Regions from separate parts of the Arachis hypogaea genome. Here region 1 is linked to region 2. The links are chromatin contacts, called in public Hi-C maps. All regions are on one chromosome and are shown on one strand. Each heading gives the region's core, a stretch centred on a gene start, on an enhancer-like site or on the middle of the called end of the contact. The rest is flanking DNA. Distances are from core to core; before and after follow the strand shown. Region 1 has its middle 38 kb from the start of LOC114925398. Region 2 overlaps LOC112750284 (a long non-coding RNA gene).

Region 1 (5,286 bases), core at 1,435-3,934, 50 kb before region 2:
TCAAGTCTAGTGCTTCGAATTTCCAAAAGTATGCTCATGAACATTCATGCAATATATGTCAAGCAGACATCCTAAGTAGCATGTACACAGAGCCAGAGTATGCTCAAAAGCATATTCAGTTCATCCTTTAGGCTCTACAGGAATGAATTGCTCTGATACCATAATGTAACACCCTACCACACAGAGCTTTACACCTAGGATATAAAACAGAGATAGTGAGGTGCTATGACCTCAAAAAGTAAAACATATATATATATATATATATATATATATATATATATATATATATATATATAGTTGAAAAGGGTTTATATCTAGGAGCCTTTTGAAGGAAAGTTAATCAAAAGCATTAAATAGAAAAGCGCATCACTCACATAAGCGATAAACGTAAACTGGATAGGATACGAGTAATATAAATACATAAAAGAAGTGTTCCAAGATATAAATAACAAAGCCTCTGACTCGGCTCGCGAAGTTAAGACCGGTCAGAGCATATATATGTACATACATATAAGAATCCTAAAAGAGCCCAAAATACAGTTTACAAAACCTGTTTCTCCAAATCAACCTCTAGAATGGATAAAGCAATATATACATATATAGTGGAGATATACAAGTATCTATCTATCTACACACTAATTGTACATGGCAATAATTAGGCAATATTTTCATTGGAGATACTTGCTACGATTAGGTAAAAGTTATGCCATTAAATTTTATTAACCTTTATGATTAATTTAATGGAGATACACACTAATTGTATATGGCAATAATTAGACAATATTTTCAACGGAGATACTTGCTACAATTAGGTAAAAGTTATGCCATTAAATTTTATTAACCTTTATGATTAATTTAATGGAGATACTTGCTCAGTATATATATTATCTAAATAGTTAAAGAAGAGAAAAAAAGATATAATACTAAATAAATAAATAATTGTCAAATAAAATAGAGTAAAAATTTTGTATTCTATAAAAAATAATATAATCTCTAATATATTCATTATATAAAATAAACAAGTTAAACTTATTATCAAAATTTAAACACAACTAATGTAATACCTCTAATTTAAGTTATTAATAAATTATTTATGATGGATTATATTTATTTAAGACTATATTTTAAAAATTTTTATATAAAAGTTAAGTAAACTCTTATTTATATTTAGAGTTCTTATATTTAAAAAATAGTGAATATTTTATATGCTTTAATTTTAAATATTTAAATTTTTAACTTTATTTTTTAAATAAAAAAAAATTAATTTTACTAATCTCTAATTTTATTATTAGCAATTGACTGAAAATAATTTACAAACTTTTAATTAAAAGGTATTTTTATTAAAAATATTTTATATTTAATTTGACTTTTAATTATTATTTTATTTTTTTAATTATTTTATAAAATTACACTACTACCCATAGTTGTAAAAACCGGACCGGACCGGCCGGTTCGACCGGAAAATCGGTGAACCGGATCCTATACTGGTCCGGTCCAATGTTTGAATTGCACAAGGAATTGAACCGGTCAAATTCGGTGTGAACCAGTACGAACCGGTGCGAACCGGTCAAAACCGGTGCGAACTGGTCAAAACCGGTGAGGTGGTCTGACCGAACCGTTTGGAAGAAAATATTTCCAAAATGCTTGAGGTAGGGTTCGAACCCTTGTCCTCAAGGAAACCAAAATGCTCCACAACCACCAGACCATTATGTTTTCTATTAAAACATATGCAAATTATAATACATATAGATATCTTCTATCAAATAGTTTACTTTTATTTAATTTATTTTAATTTTAATTATAAATTCACTCCTTCTTAAATTAATTATATTTTTATTTAACAATAATGATAAACTCACTTATTTTTTTATAATTATATAATATCTATTAATATTATTTTTTAATAAATACTTGTAGTATATAATAGTATAAAAGATATAAACTAATTAATAAATTATTAAAATTTAAAAATAATAGTTATTTTAATATAAAAACAAAATAAAAATATTTATGATAGAGTAAAAATAATAAAATATTTATAATTCATGTTCCATATTGTTTTAAAATAACTTGATATTTTAAAATGTTAGTAAAAATATGTATTTTAAATTTTAATTTTAAACTTTTAACTATTTTTTATTTTTTATTTACATAGGACCGAGTCAACCGGTTCAACCAGTAACCCAGCGGTTGAACCAGTGACCCAGTGACCCAGTAACCTGACCGGTTCGATCACCGGGTCGGTTCTGACAACTATGCTACTACCTTTATTTTTATAAAAATACCTAAACTAACCCACACCACTCCAAACCCTAACACACTTACACTACGCACTCACCTCTCACTCTCAGCCGCACACACCCTCACACACCTCACTCACCCTCTTCCTCACCAACAGACACACAGACACGGTTATGAGAAGAAAGGAAGAAAGAAAAGGGAAATGGAGATCGGGGAGTAAGGGAGACGGAGAGAAGAAAGAGAGAAGGGAGAAGGCCGCGCCAGCACAGGGAGCTCGCCGCCGCCGTCACGTAACTACCGTCACAGTGCCGCCGAGCAGGGCCGCGAAGAGAAGAGAGAACTGCTGCCGTGCGTCCAGCCGCTGAGCCGTCGTCGTTGACACCACCGAGGGGAGGAGGAGTGCGAGCTGAGGAGCTGTCGCCGATGTCCCGCGCCGTCGTGTCTCACCCGCCGTTGCTGTCCGTCGCCCCACTTGTCACTGCCGCCGTTGTGCCGTCGAGAGGGAAGCCGTCGTGTCACACAGAGAAGAGAGGAGAGTGCACAGGGAGCAGAGGAGAGTGAGGGGAGATCTGTGCCCAGCCACAACCGCTTTTGCTGCCCGAAACCCCGCTGCTGCCACCAGAAAACACTGCCGGTAAGGTTTTAAGTATTGGGTTTCGTTTCTTTTGAGATTTTGGGAGCTTTATTGTTGCTGCATGTTGTTTCATTTGCCGTCACCGGAGTCTGGTCGCCGCTGCCGCTTGAGGTGGCTGCCGGAACTGCCGCCAAACTGGTTCAGAGACCGCCACTACTTCGTTTTCTTATTACAGTACATTTTGAAAACCCCTGCGTTAGTGTTCGGGTATGTTTGGTTAAAAACTTTTAGGTTTCGTAGTTCTGATGTTGCATGTCGTGTAAGTGTTGCTGTGGCTGCTGCGTCGTCCTTTATTCCAGTAAGTGTTTCTATCTCGGAATCCTCGCCATTAATTCTCTGTTATGTGTTTTAAGATTTCCACAATGTTAATGTTTTTAGGAATTAGAAACTGAGTTTGCATGTTGCTATTGAGAAAGCAAGCGGAGCTAAGGTTTCAGTTGCCGTTGATTCGGATCGAGACGAAAGAAATTCTATGAGGCGTTTGGGTTATGGTTTTGACTTATCGAGGTAGGGACATTTTTTAGAAAACTAAACTTATTCATCTAGAATTGTTTTATATGGATACTGATATGAGAAATGTACCTTTGGTAATTGTATAAGTCTTGTGTATTGTTTGATTGTCTTGGATGGATGTGAATGCTTGTTTGACTGGATTATTATTGGGTTTGTGAAACAAACTGTTTTTGAAGTGTTTCTTTAAAGTTTTGAAATCGATTTTAATCTGTTGGAAATCGATTTGAGTTTGAATTGGTTTTCTAGAAATATGAAAATGGTATGCACTTTTGGATTTAGCTTGATTTTGAATTGATTTGGTTTTGAACCCGTTAAAGGGGGTTGCAGAATGGTTTGGTTGGGACTCGGAAAGGGTGACAAAGTCCAAGTTTTAGGGGAGGTATTGCCGAATTTTCTATAAAATCTGAAACTTTGTTTAAAATGTTATTTAAAAAGTTTGAATTTGAGAAATCGTATTATTTGATTTATTAAGGAAATTGTATGTTTCGAATTTAATTTAATTGAGAAAAACATATGTCTTGAGCTTTAATTTATTCAGAAAAAAGAATTACTTTACAATGTTAAATAACTTAAGAAAAGTATTATCCTAAGCTCGATTTTATCTATAAAAAGAGTTTATGTTTTGAATTGGACTTAAGGAATTCGTTCAGAGGAGCTTTAATGAATTTACAAGAAAATGGACTTTGATTGAATGATGTCGTTTTGTGATGTTTTTGGAAAAGGTTGAAAGAATTGGTTTCTAAGAATGAAAATGAGATTGGTTTTGGATTTAACTTGGTTTGAAATTACATGATTTGATTTAGAAACTTCCTTTGAATAACTCGAATTAAGGAAACAATGATTTTTAAGAATCTTTACTGAATTTATGGAAATGAGGTCGGTCGTTTTTTCCTTAAAGTCTTGAGACCTTGTCGTGAATTTTAATTAATAACTTTTGATTTTAAAGTGATTGAGCGAATGGTTTGAAAATGAATGATTTTGAGTAGTTTAGAAGAGATTTTTAATTTGGCATGGGTTTGATGTCGTTTGGGAGTTGGAAAGATGTTGCAAAAAGTGACTTTGTTGAGAAAGGAAATTGATTTGAGAAAAAGTGGTTTTATCCCACCTGCAGTGAGGATGGTAGTTTTATCCCGCTCACGTATTGATAAATTGTTTAGCAAGGGCGGTGGCGTGATCCCGCTTGCATATTGTATTGTGTGCCCAGTAAGGATGGTGGATGGTTTAATCCCGCTTACTGTGGAGGTAAGGATGATGGTTTAATCTCGCTTATCCGAGTCGGGTCTAGCAACAGAATCGACGCGTGAGCTCACAGCCAATAGGACAAGCATGCATCACATGCATCTATGTGACATTGTTTGGGTGTGTATATTGTAATTGGTTTGTCTATATGAATAATTATGTTTAATTGCTAACTGCTCTACTTGAAGTAACTGCTTGATTGTGCTTGAACCTTACTTGTGTTTGTGATTGAAAATTGGGTGGATTGTGATGGATTGGCTGTGGATTGAGTTGTTTGGGCCGTGGTTGATTATGAGATGGGCCGAAGGCCGTGTTTGGTTTGAGTTTTTGGTTTCGAATAGTATGAAAAACTAAACTAGTTCAGTATAGACTTAATGAACCTATGCTTGGAACAGTTTGGTCATTCATACTGTTTAGGAAAAAATTTTAAAAAGGCTTTTTGATTTTTGAAGAATTAATAGTTTTCTCTTTTAGAAAGGATTTTGGATTTTCGATATTAAAAATTTGGTTTTGAAAAGATGCATAAGGTGGTTATTAATCACTGTAACGATTTTATTTTCATGTAGCCTATTATAGTAATTCTCTAACCCTATAGTGAGAACTAGTGAGGACGATATTCTCACTCCCCTACAGGTCTTTTTCTTTTTAGGTTATGGACG
Region 2 (5,505 bases), core at 1,078-3,577:
TATTTTTAGGGTTTTTAGGATTTTCTTAGATTTTTTTAGAGTTTTTTAAAAATTTCTAGGATTTTTTTTGCTTTTCTATGGCTTTTAGGGTATTTTGGATTTTTTAGGGCTTTTAGAATTTTTTAGGGTTTTTATGATTTTTTAGGATTTTCTAGGATTTTTGGATTTTTTAGGGTTTTATAGGATTTTTAGGATATTTATGGTTTTATACTGTTTTCAGGGTTTTTTAAGATTTTTTAGGATTTTTTAGAGTTTTTTAAAATTTTCTAGGATTTTTCTGATTTTCTAGGGTTTTTAGGATTTTCTAGTATTTTTAGGATTTTTTTTGGGTTTTTAGAGTTTTTCAGAGTTTTCTAGAGTTTTTTAAAGTTTTCTAGGATTTTTTTGGTTTTTTTATGGTTTTTAGGGTTCTTTTATGATTTTATGTGGTTTTTAGGGTATTTAGGGAGTTTTCTAGGAGTTTTAGGATTTTTTAGGATTTTTAGGATTTTTTTTGTTTTCTAGGTTTTTTAGGATTTTTTTTTAGGGTTCTTTTTTTTGTTTTCAAGGTTTTTTATGGGTTTACTAGGGTTCTCTAGGATTTTCTAGAATTTTTTTGGATTTTCTAGAATTTTTTAGGATTCTTTAGGATTTTTTAGGATTTTTACGGTTTTTTAGGATTTTCTAGGGTTTTTATGGTATTTCATGGTTTTTTAGGATATAATAGGATTTTTTTTTTGTTTTCTAAAGTGAATAGAAAGTTAGATCTACATTGGATCGCTCTTGAGGAGAAGTACGCCATGCTAATGTGCCTTGGATGATCCACATTGAACTATCCATGTGGCTGGGAGCCCTCACAGTCCAGGCACAACGACGCAATTATCAGGGGCGCGCTCTACCACTAAGCTAATAGCCCGTCGTTTGGGCCTCTCGCCGAGGCCCGCTATGCCAAAAGCAAGAAAAATCCCATCCCTCTCTTTTTTCACCCCCATATGGCGACATGGGGCAAAAAAAAAAAAAAAGAAAGAGCTCCTATCAACTTGTTCCGACCTAGGATAAGCTCATGAACTTAGACTTGCTTCACCTCCGAGAAACGAAAGAAAACTTCTATATCCAAATTTAACTCAGACGTAGCTCGCTCGCTTCTTTTGGGGTGTGAAGCTGTGTCAAACCAAACTATCTAACAAGCATTAGCTCTCCCTGAAAAGGAGGTGATCCAGCCGCACCTTTCAGTACGGCACCTTGTTACGACTTCACTCCAGTCACTAGCCCTGCCTTCGGCATCCCCCTCCTTTAAGGTAACGACTTCGGGCATGGCCAGCTCCCATAGTGTGACCGGCGGTGTGTACAAGGCCCGGGAGCGATTACTAGCGATTCCGGCTTCATGCAGGCGGGTTGCAGCCGACAATCCGAACCGAGGACGGATTTTTGGAGTTAGCTCACCTTCGCGGGATTGCGATCCCTCATCCCAGCCATTGTAGCACGTGTGTCGCCCAGGGTATAAGGGGCATGATGACTTGACGTCATCCTCACTTTCCTCCGGCGTATCACCGGAAGTCTGCTCAGGGTTCCAAACTTCATGTTGGCAACTAAGCACGAGGGTTGCGCTCATTTACGGCACGTTTACGGCACGAGCTGACGACAGCCATGCACCACCTACCACCTGTGTCCGCATTCCCGAAGGCACCCCTCTCTTTTAAGAGGATTCGCGGCATGTCAAGCCCTGGTAAGGTTTTTCACTTTGCATCGAATTAAACCACATGCTCCACCGCTTGTGCGGGCCCCCGTCAATTCCTTTGAGTTTCATTCTTGCGAACGTACTCCCCAGGCGGGATACTTAACGCGTTAGCCACAGCATTGCACAGGTAGATACGCGCAGCGCCTATTATCCATCGTTTACGGCTAGGACTACTGGGGTATCTAATCCCATTCGTTCCCCTACCTTTCGTCTCTTAGTGTCAGTGTCGGCCCAGCAGAGTGCTTTCTCCATTGGTGTTCTTTCCGATCTCTACGCATTTCACCGCTTCACCGGAAATTTTCTCTGCCCCTACCGTACTCCAGCTTGGTAGTTTTCACCGCCTGTCCAGGGTTGAGCCCTGGGATTTGACGGCGAACTTAAAAAGTCACCTACAGACGCTTTACGCCCAATCATTCCGGATAACGCTTGCATCCTGTGTCTTACCGCGGCTGTTGGCACAGAGTTAGCCGATGCTTATTCCCCGGATACCGTCATTGCTTCTTCTCCGGGAAAAGAAATTCACGACCCGTAGGCCTTTTACCTCCACACGGCATTGCTCCATCAGGCTTTCGCCTATTGTGAAAAATTTCCCACTGCTACCTCCCGTAGGAGTTTGGGCCGTGTTTCAGTCCCAGTGTGGCTGATCATCCTCTCGGACCAGCTACTGATCATCGCCTCACCAACTAGCTAATCAGACGCGCTCCCTCCTCGGGCGGATTCCTCCTTTTGCTCCTCAGCCTACGGGGTATTAGCAGCCGTTTTCAGCTGTTCCCCTCACCAAGGGCAGGTTCTTACGCGTTACTCACCCGTCTGCCACTGGAAACACCACTTCCCGTCCGACTTGCATGTTTAGGCATGCCGCCAGCGTTCATCCTGAGCTAGGATCGAACTCTCCATGAGATTGTTTTCTAGAATTTTTTAGGGGTTTTCAGGGTTCTAGGGTTTTTCTAGGGGTTTTAGGGTTTTCTACGGTTTTCGCGAATTTTTTAGGAGGATTTTTTGGTTTTTAGGGTTTTTTAGGGATTTTGAGAGTTTTTTGGAGTTTTCTGGAGTTTTTCAGGTTTTTTAGTATTTTCTAGGATTTTTACGGTTTTTTAGGATTTATTAGAATTTTTTTTTTGGTTTTCAATATCTTTTTAAAGATTTAGGGTTTTCTTGGATTTTTAAGGTTTTTTTAGGATTTTTTTTGCATTTTCTAGAGATTTTTAGGATTTTCTCGGGTTTTTAGGGGTTTTATATGGTTTTTAGGATTTAGTCACCAAAAAAAAAAATATGGTTTTTAGGATTTTGTTAAAGTTTTCTCGTGTTTTTATGCTTTCTAGAAATTTTTAGGATTTTCTAGGATTTTTCTGGGTTTTTAGCTTTTTAGTGATTTCTAGAGCTTTTTATGGTTTTCTAGAGTTCTCATAGACGCGGATAAGATTGGATCCAACCTTAAAAACTACATTGGATCCGATTCGAGATATATTCACAAAATACAAAAAATATTTTTAAAAGTTTATTTTTATTTAAAAAATATTAATAAAAAGAATATTAAACATATTTTTTTTAAATAATAAATTAGAATAATACAACATCATAAAAAGAATATTTACTTATTTATTTACAAAATTCGCAATCCGATCCGATTAGTGTGCGAATCCGATAATTTTTAGATCGAATTCGGATAAATACCGCAGATATGCAGATCGGATCCGATCCATGAATAGAGTTTTTAGAGTTTTATAAGAAACAAATTTATAGTGGAAGAAAGTACATGTTTTGTTAGGTTTTGTGACAATAAAGGGAAATAAAATACATACCTGCTTGCTTGGAATTTTCTCGTACAATGTTAAGCTTCCATAGGATGATGTCGAACCCATGGAATAGTCTGAAGAGGCCCATGATGATATAGTGCTTCTTGCGCTTCTTCTCTACGCTGAAAGCTGGTTTGGGATGAAACCCTGCTGAAAGCTGCTCATTTTCTGAAGGGCAATGCTCTTCAAGTTTAAGCACGTCCATTTCTGTGGGTATGCCTGAGAGATGTCTCTGGAGAAATTTGCAATGAAGTTGTTGGGATGCAACTCCTTACCAATCAAAGGTCCACAGATCTGGTGACCCTTTTGCTTCCGATTTTACCTTTCCTTGAAAACTTGAAAGATACAAGAGCAATTATAAGTGCACCTCCACAGAGCAGCAAATATAGCATCATACGTGGAGTTATGTCAGTTGTTTCAGATCTCCTTTCATTCCTGATGATTGCAGCATCTACTGTTGCATAAATTTTTTCAACTTCTGAGCCTAAACTAGGCAAATTCTCTAGACCTTCGTTACTTGGTTTTTCAATATTGAACCTGGCACCATCTCCTAGTGAGAGAGGAAAGAAAAAACCGAAGAAGTGAGCATCCTCTTCTTGTAAATGCATTGCTTCTGAAATTTCTGCTTCAGCCAGTTGCAAAGCCTGCCTGCTCTGGTAATTCCTGCTTGGCCCTTAAGTACTTCATCCAATTCTGAAACACCTTCAACATTGAAATAAACGTTGCCTTCTTGTTCTTGCTTTGCATCTGAATTTCCCGCTTCAGTCAGTTGCAAAGACTGCTCTGGTTGTGGAGGATCTAAAGCACTCAGACCGAATAGGGCAAGGAGTGACAGCTAGTGGATCTGAATTATATGGAATGTCCTACTCCTGCTGTACGATGGAGGGCTTTCCGATCAACCAATCCCCTCATATTTTAGGGACATCTCTTTCCGATCAACCAGGGATCACTAATTAGTCGAATGAGCCCATCCCTCTTATCATTTATTGGTCGATCCGGCTGGCGGCTCCTGCATCCATCTCCTGCGTCTCCATGGGGCCCCATCATACAAGTTTGTTGCTACTAGTCGAATCAATAATCAATAGAAGTCCCAATAGAAGTTTACTGACCTGGCTCTTCAATCGACGATCTACTGTTCCCTCTTAGTTGCGGATGAGATGACTTCACTTTCTTGAATGTGAAGTACTGTTGATTTCAGCATCAACAACTTCATTTTTGCCCCTACGAAATACATGGTACTGATTAACCACAACATGATCCGGCACAACGGTCAAGTTGTAGTCTTGCAACTGGGCCAAACTATGAATTTGTAGTCCTCTAACTTTGGATATCAGCTCAGATATTTAAGGACTTAATAAACTGGATATGGAGACTCTGAGCTAAACAATCGAATTTTGCTTTTGCAAACTGGGTGAATTGATCAAAGTTGGCCCTTGCAAAAATCTGAAAGTTGAGACGCTTCATAAGCCTCATGTGTCTTCAAACACTGTATGATGAACCACCGGAGAATTGATGACTGAGATGGAGAAAACAGCAAATGAGAGGAGAATAATCAGACCAAAGCCAATGATTTCATAGAGAAGCGGCGCTTAGGGTTGGCTTCAATGGTTCCCTCTGCAGGACTTGGTTCATCAGAACTTGGCTTTCTTCCTCCATAACCGCCTCATCCGAAGAGACCTCCTCTGCTTCCTTCTGTGAAGCTTCTTCGGACTGAGAATCCTCTGTGATATCAGAGAAGCTACCAGATATGATACTCTGCAAAGTTCCGTCCTTGGTCTAGGTTTGTAATGAAGAAACTGCGGTCTAGGGAAGAGATATTTTGTTTTAGGATCGTAAGGTGGCATCAAGGGATCGGCATCAAGAGGAGCTAAGATGGTTGCTGTGGATGAAGCTGGAGGTGGGGTAGGACTAAGCTTGAAAGTTGGGTCAAGGTTAACACAATCATGATCGAGGAAAACAGTTTCAAATGAAGGTTCTGTCTCAATTTTATCC

Evidence for each region. A called contact is a pair of places that touch in the nucleus more often than the background predicts.
Region 1: a contact with region 2 is called in a Hi-C map of leaf, with 2.3 times the contacts expected there. The contact joins two enhancer-like sites. A contact is called at or near these places in 3 of 8 Hi-C or Micro-C datasets (all in leaf).

What each region holds. Positions count from the first base shown.
Region 1 is chr15:75,256,744-75,262,029 of arahy.Tifrunner.gnm2.J5K5, reverse strand. No RefSeq gene overlaps it. Among protein-coding and RNA genes, the nearest start is that of LOC114925398, 38 kb to the right of the region's middle. Within about 2 kb of position 2,684, at least 2 of the 3 cell types and tissues checked have open chromatin away from gene starts, as enhancers often do.
Region 2 is chr15:75,205,728-75,211,232 of arahy.Tifrunner.gnm2.J5K5, reverse strand. It overlaps LOC112750284 (a long non-coding RNA gene), which reads right to left. Exons shown (of 2, transcript XR_003175613.3): 2 at 4,455-5,505. Among protein-coding and RNA genes, the nearest start is that of LOC112750284, 3.9 kb to the right of the region's middle. Within about 2 kb of position 2,327, at least 1 of the 3 cell types and tissues checked has open chromatin away from gene starts, as enhancers often do.